Regions from separate parts of the Sus scrofa genome. Here region 1 is linked to region 2. Evidence: chromatin contacts called from public promoter capture Hi-C data. All regions are on one chromosome and are shown on one strand. Each heading gives the region's core, a stretch centred on a gene start, on an enhancer-like site or on the middle of the called end of the contact. The rest is flanking DNA. Distances are from core to core; before and after follow the strand shown. Region 1 holds the start of GTF2F1 (general transcription factor IIF subunit 1). Region 2 holds the start of C3 (complement C3).

The links. Promoter capture Hi-C pulls out the DNA fragments that hold promoters and counts their contacts.
Region 1: a contact with region 2 is called in a promoter capture Hi-C map of liver, with 3 times the contacts expected there. The contact joins the promoter of GTF2F1 here to the promoter of C3 in region 2. A contact is called at or near these places in 1 of 5 promoter capture datasets (liver) and 3 of 47 Hi-C or Micro-C datasets (heart right ventricle and liver).

Annotation. Positions count from the first base shown.
Region 1 is chr2:72,684,451-72,689,556 of Sscrofa11.1, reverse strand. It overlaps GTF2F1 (general transcription factor IIF subunit 1), which reads right to left and starts at 1,945. Exons shown (of 12, transcript XR_301807.3): 1 at 1,538-1,945; 2 at 1,407-1,453; 3 at 588-660.
Region 2 is chr2:72,429,156-72,435,024 of Sscrofa11.1, reverse strand. It overlaps C3 (complement C3), which reads right to left and starts at 3,532. Exons shown (of 41, transcript NM_214009.1): 1 at 3,396-3,532; 2 at 2,490-2,682; 3 at 1,648-1,810; 4 at 1,480-1,550. The coding sequence starts at 3,469.

The DNA of each region.
Region 1 (5,106 bases), core at 696-3,195, 260 kb before region 2:
GTGCTCGGGTTTGATCTTTGGCCTGACAAATTCTGCATGCCACGGAAAAAAAAAAAAAAAAAAAAAGGATCCCAGAGAGCTCCTTCCCCCTTCTACCAAGCAAGGACACAGTGAAATGAGCCAGGTGTGAACCAGGAAGCAGAGCCCCACCAGACACCAAACCTATTGGTCCCTTATCTTAGACTTCTAGCCTCCAGAACTGTGAGAAATAAATTTCTACTGTTGAGAAACCACAGTCTCTGGTATTCTGCTATAGCCTCCTGAATGAGCTAAGACAGCTCCCAAAGCCCTTGCTAGAGCCTCTGACAATGGGGGCTCTTAGAGCATCTGTAGGAGGCAGCCCCCTCCCTTGCCCAGATAAATCCAGGCCCAAGATGCCCACTGGTAGGCACAGCTCCTTTCAGGAGAAAACCTCCTGCATTTACCCCTCAGGCATGCTCAGCAACTTGGCCTCGGCCTTAGTCATCACTTATCTCCATGGTGAAGAGCTGAGGAAGCTAAGCCTTGGTTACTATCACAACTAAACAACTATAACAACCACAAAGTCCATGATTGGGTTCTCTCACCCCCTCCGAACCTCAACATACCTGATTCCAAGTAGCAAGATTGACTTTATCAGCTGCATTGAAGGCCATGATATTATATTTTTTGGTGGTATTTCTGGAATGGACATGAAGAGGCAGTGCTCAGTCATTCATTCAGTAAACCCTCCCTGGCTCAGCCCTTTGTGTCAGGCAATGCTGGGGACCCATAAAAGACCTCAGAGGTTCCCAGTCTGTTGGCAAAGTGGGATCCATATTCTCAACTCCATTCAGAAAAACGGACAAAGATTTCTAGGAACCCAAGATCTGGCGCTAACTGGGAACTCAGCCCTAGGCAAGGGGGGTGAGGTGGCAGATAGGGAATATAGTGGAACTAGGATTTCCAGGATCAACAAGAATCCACCCAGCAGTCACAGTGGGCAGTGGCAGAGGGAATGCTAGGTAGGGGGGCTGCATCATACCGGCACTGTTTTTGTTTTGTTTTTTGCTTTTTAAAAGGGCCAAACCGGCCACATACAGAAGTTCCTAGGGTCTAAACGGAGCTGCAGCTGCCAGCCTACACCACAGCCACAGCAACACTGGATCCTTAAACCACTGAGTGAGGCCAGGGATTGAACCCGCATCCTCATGGATATTAGCTGGGTTTCTTACCTCTAAGCCACACGGAACTCCCCATACTGTGTATTAATAATGCACCCATTCGTTCATTCATTCACTCTCTTCAAAAAACAGTGATGCCCCAGACACCTCGGCTCAACCTCAGCCCTGCCCTTAGATTGCTACCGGTCTGGAAGGAGAATCAGGAGGTGCCTGAAGGCTTAGTCCCTTTTGGGAGGAGACGGGGAACTGGGGTCTGGGACTTACTTGGGAACTCGGACAACATATTCAGTGACATTCTGGCTGCAGGGGCCCTGAGGGGAGAGAAAGCAGTGCAGTGAGTGAGGGAGTATAAAGGCTGCAGCCAGGACCCCGGAAACCCCTCGCCTTACACTTACGAGGGCCGCCATGGGCGATGCGCAATGGTAGAAATCTGGTCGGATCCTCGTCCTTTTCGACTCCCCCGGGATGAGGGTCTCTAGGTCCCGCGGAAGCCGCCCTCGAGGTTTCGGCTCTCTGGTCCCTGATCGAGAACCCCGAGCCGCCAATCCTAGGAAAAACTATCCGGGGGTGGCGCTGGAACAGCGGTCAGCCTCTGAGGCCTCTCGTGCCACGTCTGCGCCTGCGCAGCCACTTAAACCGGAAGCGAAACTCTCCCGTGGGCCGCGTCACAGGCTCCGAATCTGACTTAAAAGCAACACCTACTACTGCTCCTGCACCAGCTGACTGCAATATATAGTGCGGATAACTCAATCACGCTGTATAGTAACACCCCGCTCGTGACGTCCCAATTAAGGACCGCGGGGCATCTTGGGAAGGGGTGGAGAAACAAGCCTTTTTCCTGGCCGCCCAGAAGCCTTGCGCATGCGCTACTCCACTCCGGAAGTGAGTCCGAGGAGGCCGCGTTACCATGGTGCCTGAGACCTCCTTCGCACGGAAACACTGCGGCTCCACCTGAGTCTCTTTGGTGTTCATTTTTTCCCTAAGCCCCAGGAGGGAAACCATAATCTCGTCAAGTGATCGGGCCAGGAGCCCTTGTGACGTTGGAACCGAGCCAGGAGGGGTCAAGGCCTGGGTGGGGATCACCCCACCGGCCGCTGGCGGAGTGGGTCTGTGCAAGTTCAAGCTGCACAGATGGCCAGGGCCCTGAGGCCCCAGAAGGGTAACATCGCGGAGGTGGCTGGCTAACTGGATGGAAGGGAAGGAGGCTATGGAGGGCAGGAGAGAGGTACGAGAGGTACGAGTACCCTCCCTGTCCAATTCCAGGTGTGCACACACCCCTCCCCCACCATGTAGTAACACAACTGCGCATGCTCGCATGCTCGGGACCAGCCATTCTTCCATCCACTTTCAGCACCTGCTGGCTGGGTTCTGGGCAGTTCATGGTGAATATGACAAACCATCTCCTGTCCTCTTGGAGGTTGTGGTGGATTATACAGTCTCGGAAAATGATACCTACAAGCCAGGAAGAACAGGGCTGCTACGGGGAAAGAGCAGGTGGCTCAGGGAGGAGGGACTTTTTTTTTCTTTTTGTCTTTTTCCAGGGCCGCACCCGCGGCATATGGAGGTTCCTAGGCTAGGGGTCCAATCGGAGCTGTAGCCGCCGGCCTACGCCACAGCCACAGCAACGCGGGATCCGAGCCGCATCTGTGACCTACACCACAGCTCATGGAAACACCGGATCCTTAACCCACTGAGCAAGGCCAGGGATCGAACCCGAAACCTCATGGTTCCTAGTTGGATTCGTTAACCACTGAGCCACGACGGGAACTCCAAGAGGGACGTTTTAAACTAGGAGTTGGCTAAGCAAAGACACCAAAACTGCACCATAAACTACAGCACTCCATGGGTGGGTCTGATAGTTATGGACTTTCATTTATTCCTTACCCAATACCATACGTCAGAAACCACACCAACTACTTAGAAATATAGAGACGGGGAGTTCCATCGTGGTGCACCAGAAACAAATCCGACTAGGAACCATGAGGTTGTGGGTTTGATCCCTGGCCTTGCTCAGTGGGTTAAGGATCTGGCGTTGCTGTGAGCTGTGGTGTAGGTCTCAGGCTCAGCTCAGATCTGACGTTGCTGTACCTGTAGCGTAGACCAGCAGCAGTAGCTCCGATTGGACCCCTTGCCTGGGAACCTCCACATGCCCCCGGTGCAACCCTAAAAAAAAAGAAAAGACAAGAAATATAGAGATGGGATGAGAAAGACAAATAGTCCTTGTCCTCATGGAGTATGGAATACAGCGATCTGGCTGGGGAGACAAGAGCAAGTAAACAGGCAAAATCATTACTGATCGGGGCATTGCTGGAGGGAATGGGATTCCAAGACTGGGAATAATGGAATGGGAGGCTCTTTAGACAGAGCATATAGAAGACCTGATGGGTGAGCTGTGACCTGAAGGAGGGACTTCCAGGGAGGGGGGAATGGGGAGGAACATCATGGGAGGAATGAGTTCCAGGGACAGAAGGGAGGCCACTGAGGCTGAAATACTGTAAAGGAAGGGGAAGATGGTATGGAATGACACTGGAGGGATGGGCCAGTCCTTGCCCCTCTGTGCATCTCAGTTTCCTCAACTGTAAAATGGGGTGATGGGGTTATTGTGATGCTTTCAAGAAGGTGCTGCATGCAAAGGGCCTGGCCTGTTCGGATTCACATCCTTATCCACACAACCCACAGCAACACTAATGCATGCCCTACCTGGATATGCCGCTAGATGTGGAAATGCACCTGTAGATGCCACCCTAGGGCAAAAACGAGTCCACCAGCATTTGTGTGTCCCATGTTGTCAAGCTGTGCCTACAATCACCTTGGTGCCTGTCGGCCCCTACCAGGCACCAACCCTACTCCCTCCTCCCTGGGCACCAGAGACATCCTCAAGTCCCCCCTGATCATCTTCATGGTGGCCCAGGCTGTAGCAAAGGGACACAGTGCAAGAACACGGCAACGAAGTATGGCTTCTGCCATATGGGGCTGGGCCAGCTGCTGGGGCAGGAGGCCCAACAGGGCACCGGATGGGGCCAGAAGATCCGAGACATCATGCTGCAGGGACTCCTGGTGCCCATGGTGAGAGCTCATGGGCACGAGGAGGTGGGGGGTTGGATTCGGGGAGGTAGGGGCAGAGAGATGAAGGGGGTGCATAGGGAGGAACTTCCCAGGAAGGCCGTGTGGAAGCCGAGAGGCCCTGCAGGCCATGGCCACTGGCTGCTGCTTTACTGCCCTGAGCCTCTGTGTCCTCAACTGTAAAATAGGAGAGCAGCTGGACCCACAGCAAAGGCCTATGCTGCAGGGCTGTGCTGCAGGTTGGATGACATCATTCCTATAAAGTGCCTGGCAGAGTGCCTGGCCCTTTAAGAAGCACCCACACTTGGCTAATATTTATTCCCTTTCAGACCCAGGGCATATGTATCAGTGGTCACCTCTGGCCCCCTTTCCTCCTGTAAAATGGAAGTTACTCCACTACCTCACAGTAGTGATGAGCAAATGAGCCCAGTTCTCAGAAGTGCTTCCCAGAGGCCCCACCACATTAGTGCAGACTCCGAATCTAGGGTGCCAGGCAGGCTGGCATTCCCCCCAAATTCACCAGAACTTGTCAAGGTGACCTCACAGGTGAGGGGCCCTGGGCCCTGAACACAGCCACCCCTTCTCTCCCCAGGGCGTCATCCTCTATATGATCAGTGACCACGTGCTGTCCTGTCCCAAGAGCTGGGGCTCCCCTCATTGACAGCTTTCCCTGGGGAACTGAAGCAGGCCAAGGAGTTTGAGTGCATTATGAGTGACCCCAAAGCATGCGAGGGCATGGGCCTCCTCCCCACCTGCAGTGGAGATCAGAAGAGGCAAGAGGAATTGAGACCAGGAAATGGAATTTGACATCCAGGAGATTGTTGGAAGCCTCTAGAACCTGGGTAAAGAGCTGGTGTGCTCTCCAAGGGCAGGGACAAAGTCATTTTAACATTTCCCTGCA
Region 2 (5,869 bases), core at 2,283-4,782:
ACCAGCAGCTGTAGCTCTGATTGGACCCTAAGCCTGGGAACCTCCATATGCTGAGGGTATGGCCCTAAAAAGCAAAAAACAAACAAACAAAAACCAAAAAAACCCCACACACATACTGATACCACACACACACAAAAACTCTGGTCCTTGTTAGGTTTGCCTGATTTCAATAAATACAAAGATCCCACAAGGAGGACAGGCCCCATTCCTCCCCTTCCTCCTCCACTTGTCTTTCTCTCCCCATCACTCCCTGCTTCTCACTCCCCTCTCCTTCCCTCCCTCCCTTCTTCCAGTAAGTTTTTATTTACCCTACTACCCGCCAAACTCTGGGCCAACAGATAATCCCTTTCTGAACAGAACTTAGGTTCAGTGCAGATTGGGGGAAGGCGCAGTTAACAAAGGAATAGGTCCCACAAAAAAAAACCCCAAAAAACTTCCCATCGTGCTTCAGTGGTTAACGAACCCAACAAGTATCCATGAGGACTTGGGTTTGAACCCTGGCCTCGCTCCCTGGGTTAAGGATCCTGCGTTGCTGTGAGCTGTGCAACTCAGATCCCACATTGCTGTGGCCTAGGCCAAATCGACCCCTAGCCTGGGAACTTCCATATGCTGCGGGTGCGGCCCTAAAAAGATAAAAAGACCAAAAAAGGGAGGGGGGAAATAACTCCGATTTATAAGATGCCAAAAAGAGATGGCAGGAAGGCAAAAAAGGGAGTGTGTGTGTGTGTGTGTGTGTGTGTGTGTGTGTGTGTTCTGTTGCAATTTTACAGGGCGCTCTGACAAGCCTCACTGTAAAATTGGTACACTGGTGACATTTGAGCAAAGACTTGAAGGAGGTGAGGGAGCAAACTGTGTGGATATTTGCAGGAAGAGCATTTGGGGGGGAGGGGGAACAACCCCTGCAAAGGTCTTGGGGCAGGACTGTGCCTGGATTGTTGCAAGAACGGTGACGAGGCCCACGTGGCTGGAGCGGAGGGAGGAAGAGAGAGGGAAGAAAGGAGGGTGGGCAGGGTGCGGGAGCAGGTCTTGCAGGGCCTTGAGGCCCGTGGGGAGGACTTGGGCATTTACCCCAGGAGCGGGGAGCCCTGGAAAACGGCAGGCAGAGGAGGGGTGGAACCTGACTCAGGTGCTCCCACGCGCCCTCTGGCGGGCAGTAGGCGGAACAGACTACATAGAATTAGTACCTGTCGTGTCAGTCTTCAAATGAGGAAACTGAGGCTTGGAAAGATGAAGTGACCTGTCCAGATTCACACAGTGACCAGGGACTTATCTGGAGCCGTCATCCACGGTAAGCATCGCTGGGTCCCCGCCTCTCTCCCGATCTCTCTGTGTGCCCTTACGTTTTTGGGGTTTTGTTTTTTGCCTTTATGTCTCTGCTGCTGGGCCTTTGCCGGAATCCCTTTCTCTGTTTCTCTCTCTCTCTTTGTCTCTCCCCGAGTCCCTGCCCTGGGTATGTCTGGGGCCCCAGTCGGCTGGTACCTCAATGGTGACGACAATGGTCTGGCCCACGGGCAGCAGCTTGTGGTCAACGGTGAAGATCCGATAGAGGACTGAGCAGTGGTGGGAGAGAAAAGCAGAGCCGGGTGAGGCCCTGCCCCTTCCTCCAGCCCTGCCCCTGGCTCTCTGCAGCCACCCTCAGCCCCTTACCCGTGGAGCCTGGGGTGTAGATAGTCTTGTCCGTCTGGATGAAGAGGTACCCGCTCTGAAGGCTGACCAGCACCACCTTCTCCACCTGGACGTTCCCAAAGAGCGCCTGAACGGTCACGAACTTGTGCCCCTTCTCTGATTTGAACTCCTTGCTGGCCGGGATCTGAGCAGGAACCAGGGGATCACTAGGGGCCAAGACCCCTTGCCCACCATCCAGCCTCTAGGACTTCGGCTGGGTCCGCACCCGCCCCTCCTCGCAACAGAGCCTGCTTGTCACTTCTGGTCCTCCTGCTTTGCCCAGGTTTGGGGAGAGAAGAGGTACTCGGGGAAGGGCCAAAGGGCAAGAGAGGGGGTAGGGAGTCAGAGGGAGGGATGGGAAGGGGGATTCAGGCAGGGGGCTTAGCGGAAGGAGGGCTCAGAAGGGGTAGGGGGTTCAGAAAGGGGAGGAGACTCGGAGAGGGGACGGGTTCTAAAAGAAGAAAGGACTTAGGGAGGAGGGTTGGAGGGGAGGGGTCAGAAATGGGGAAGGGCTCAGACATGGTGGGGCTTGGAAGGGGGCCGGGCTGAGAGAAAGACGAGGGCTCAGAAGGTGGGGACACTCAGAGAAAGACCGGGATGAGAGAGTGGGAGGGGGCTCCAAAAAGTGACCCGGACTCCAAAAGGGGAAGGGCTCCGAAGGGGAGGAGACTCAGAGGGGCGGGGTTCAGAATGGAGACACTCAGACAGAAGGGGCGGGGCTCAGGCAGGGTGGGTGGGGCTCAGAAAGGGAGGAGGGGCTCAGCTACCAAGAGGACTCAAAGAAGGGGTGGGGCTTCAGCGGTCCGGCTGTTGAGCGCGCCCACCTTGATGTTGACGGTGCTCAGGTAGTTGTTGGCGTTGTTCAGCGTCGTGGTCTCGCTGGACAGCACCTGTCTCTTGGCCGGGAAGTCATGGACGGTGACCGAAACCCGAATATCCCCTTGCCCTTCGTGGGCCTCCAACACCACCATCTCCTCACTCTCCAGACGCAGGACGTTGGGGGTGATTATGGTGTAACTGCGGGAGGGGAGGACGAGGCGTAGAGCTGTCATCCCAGGGGCACGAGATGCTAGGCACCCCCAGGGTCAGCGCTCTGCCCCAGCCCCTAGCCCTGCGGGGGATCCGATGACTGGAGGACAGCTTGGGGGCTTCAGATCCCATCAATTCCTGAACCTCAAAATCAGAACCAATTCCTCCAAGACGATGGACTTCCAAGCCCACAATCAAACCCACAAATTCCAGAAGTCTCAACCCTTCAATCTTTTTTTTAATCGTTTATTTATTTTTTATCATTTTATGGTCGCACCGGATCAGCGACCCTGGCCTCTGCAGTCGAATTCTTAACCCACTGCTCCAAGGTCAGAACTCCTAAATCTTTAAATACCTCAAGTCTCTAAATACCCAAACCCTGGAACACCCTAAACAGCCTCCTAAACCTCTAGCACCCCAGACCTATAAATACAACCCAATCCATCCCCTCAGCCACATACATCCAAACCGCATCTCTGAAACTCCTAAATGCTAAAACTACAAACTCCCAGATCCTATGGAGTCCAAACTTCTGAGACTCACCCAACCCCAACTTCTGAGACTCACCCCAACCTCATCACAAGCCACAGAATCAACCAGCACCGTACATGCACCCTAAACCTGCAGAGACCTATACTCACAAGTGCCCACTCCCAATGCAGAAGCAGCCTTGTTTGGGGGTTGGGGTTGTGATTACTCACATGGGATCCCCCAGGGCTAGGGGGAGGCTGGTCAGGAGCAGCAGCAGCAGCCTGGGACCCGAGGTGGACCCCATGATGGAGGGACGGTGGAGGGACAAAGGGACAGAGGGAAAGGACGGGGGTGGGGGGGAAGTGAGCAGAGGCTGCTGGAGGCTGCCTTTTATCTGGCAGCTGCTTTTCCCCCTCTTCAGCCCAGCCCTCCACTCCCTGTGGCCTCCCCCCTCCCTGGGGCTGCCCCAGATTTCTCAATGTCATTTCCAAAGTTTTTCAATCTGTGTGGCCATCACAGTCCTGGGGAAAATAACCTAAGGGCACGTCCTCCTGCAACAAGAATACAACAGCCTCCTGCCCTGGCCTCTCTCATGGTCAAGGCTGGCTGGTGAATGGGGACCTGTCCCTGCTATACCCACTTTGTAGTGGAGGAAAATTATTCTCTCTTCCCCAGATAGTGCCTGCCCCCCTTCCCCGATATCTGCACCTGGCTCTCAGTCCACTTTTGGCCATGCACTTATTAACCAAACCCTTCCTGTGAATTCAAGTCGATGCTGGCAGCAAGAGTCCCACTTCCAGAGTCTTCCATGCTGGGGTGGGGGTGGGAGACAGAGTCCAGCACCAACACTCCTAGCCCCATGGAGTGTCTTCCCTGGTGGAGAAGAACTCAGCTTCTTGGAGGGTCAGGGAAATCTTCTTGGAGGAGGGGACATTTCAGCTGGGCTTTGACGAATATATAGGAGTTCACTATCCATATGAGAATGCTTTCTAGGGCATGGAGAGCCTGGAGCTCCCTTCACCTACTCTTGCCAGGAGGCCTGAGTAGCTATGATTTTTTTTATAAAAGTCATAATCAAGGGAGGTCCTATTGCTAGCTTTTATGTTGCATCAACATCTTCTTAGGATATTATTATTATTATTAAAAATTGTATGTAATTTTTTGCATATGAACAGGTATTATATTCATACGGTTCAACATCTAAAAGGTAAAAGTGCATCCACAGGTGTTTCCATGGTGGTGCAGTGGAATCCGTCTAGGAGCCATGAGGTTGCAGGTTCGACCCCTGGCCTCACTCAGGGGGTTAAGGATTCAGCGTTGCTGTGAGCTGTGGTGTAGGTCGCAGATGTAGCTCAAATCCTGCATTGTTGTGACTGTGGCGTAGGCTGGCAGTCATAGCTCTGATTCAGCCCCTAGCCTGGGAATGTCCATATGCTGCAGGTGTGGCCCTAAAAAGCAAAACAAAACAAACAAACAAAAAAAAGTGCACATACAGGGAAAAACAATCTTCTTCTCACTCCTGTTGCTAACCATCCAGGTCTCAGACAGGACCATGGAACCAAATCTCAGGTTTACAAATGTTCACACATTTTAAAAACACATATTAGCAAGCTCTACACACTATTCTTCCTGGGTTATACCTGCTTTTTCATAAACAATATACCTCAGATATCATTTCATATCAGTGCACAGAGAGCTTCCTTGTTCTCACAGGCAATGGCCTCACATTACATTGTGGAAGCAAGCAGCCACTTCTTAATGGACAGACAGATGGTTATTGTTACAGAGCATGCTCCCTCCAGATTGTTCAGTGGTAAACTTTGAGCAAGTTACTGATAACCACTTGCCCCTCGGTTTCCTCATGTAAAGTGGGGTTATAACAGCAGCCACTTCAAAGGGTTCTTGCCGCAATGGGATAACTCTGGATCAACAGTAATCTCGCTAGATATCATTCGGTTCCTGTCCATAATTATATTGATTTGCATACTTGCCAGCCCTGCACAAAACTGCCAATTTCCCCTTGGGGGGGCAAAAGTTTGGATTTTTGCCTCAGTGTCGTTTTAATTGGATTTTGATTTGACTTTCAGTTGAGCATGGGGGGGGGGGCGGTGATGGAAGGGGTAGGAGGGGGGAATCCAGATCCTGGAGAGCTGGTTTCCAAAGCTCCCTGGAAGGGGTTAATGGGGAATTTGCTCTGATTTCCTGTAAACCACGCTTGTTCCTGGCGATGCCCCCCGCCCCGAGTGGGGGGAGGTGTGGAGAAATAGAACAAACCTGGCCTCTGTCTGCTCTGATTGCGACACCCTTTCTTTGGAAGACAAGGAGGAGGGTGAGGCAAATACCTGATTACTCTCCAGAATCAGGGTTCAACTTCTGAAACTGGGATGGGGGCACACCTGCCAGGACCCCCCAACCCCCCATATCTTATCTTCCTCCTCTGTCCTCCTGCCAAAATATCCACCCCATTTCCTGGTTTCATTATAGCCTTAAGCATTGGAGCTCTGTGATTTGAGAGCCTGGAGAAGGAATTCCTGCTAGACTTGAGAGGCTGACTCCTTTTCCCTCAGCCCCTCAGTGGGTCCATCTGAGCAATGGGCCTGATGGTAGTTCCTGCTGTTTGACAATTCAGGGAACCCAGATGTCTCGGAGCCCTGGGCTTGCAGGGAAGGCTTATTTGCATGGCAGTGGGAGTCTGGGAAGAGTC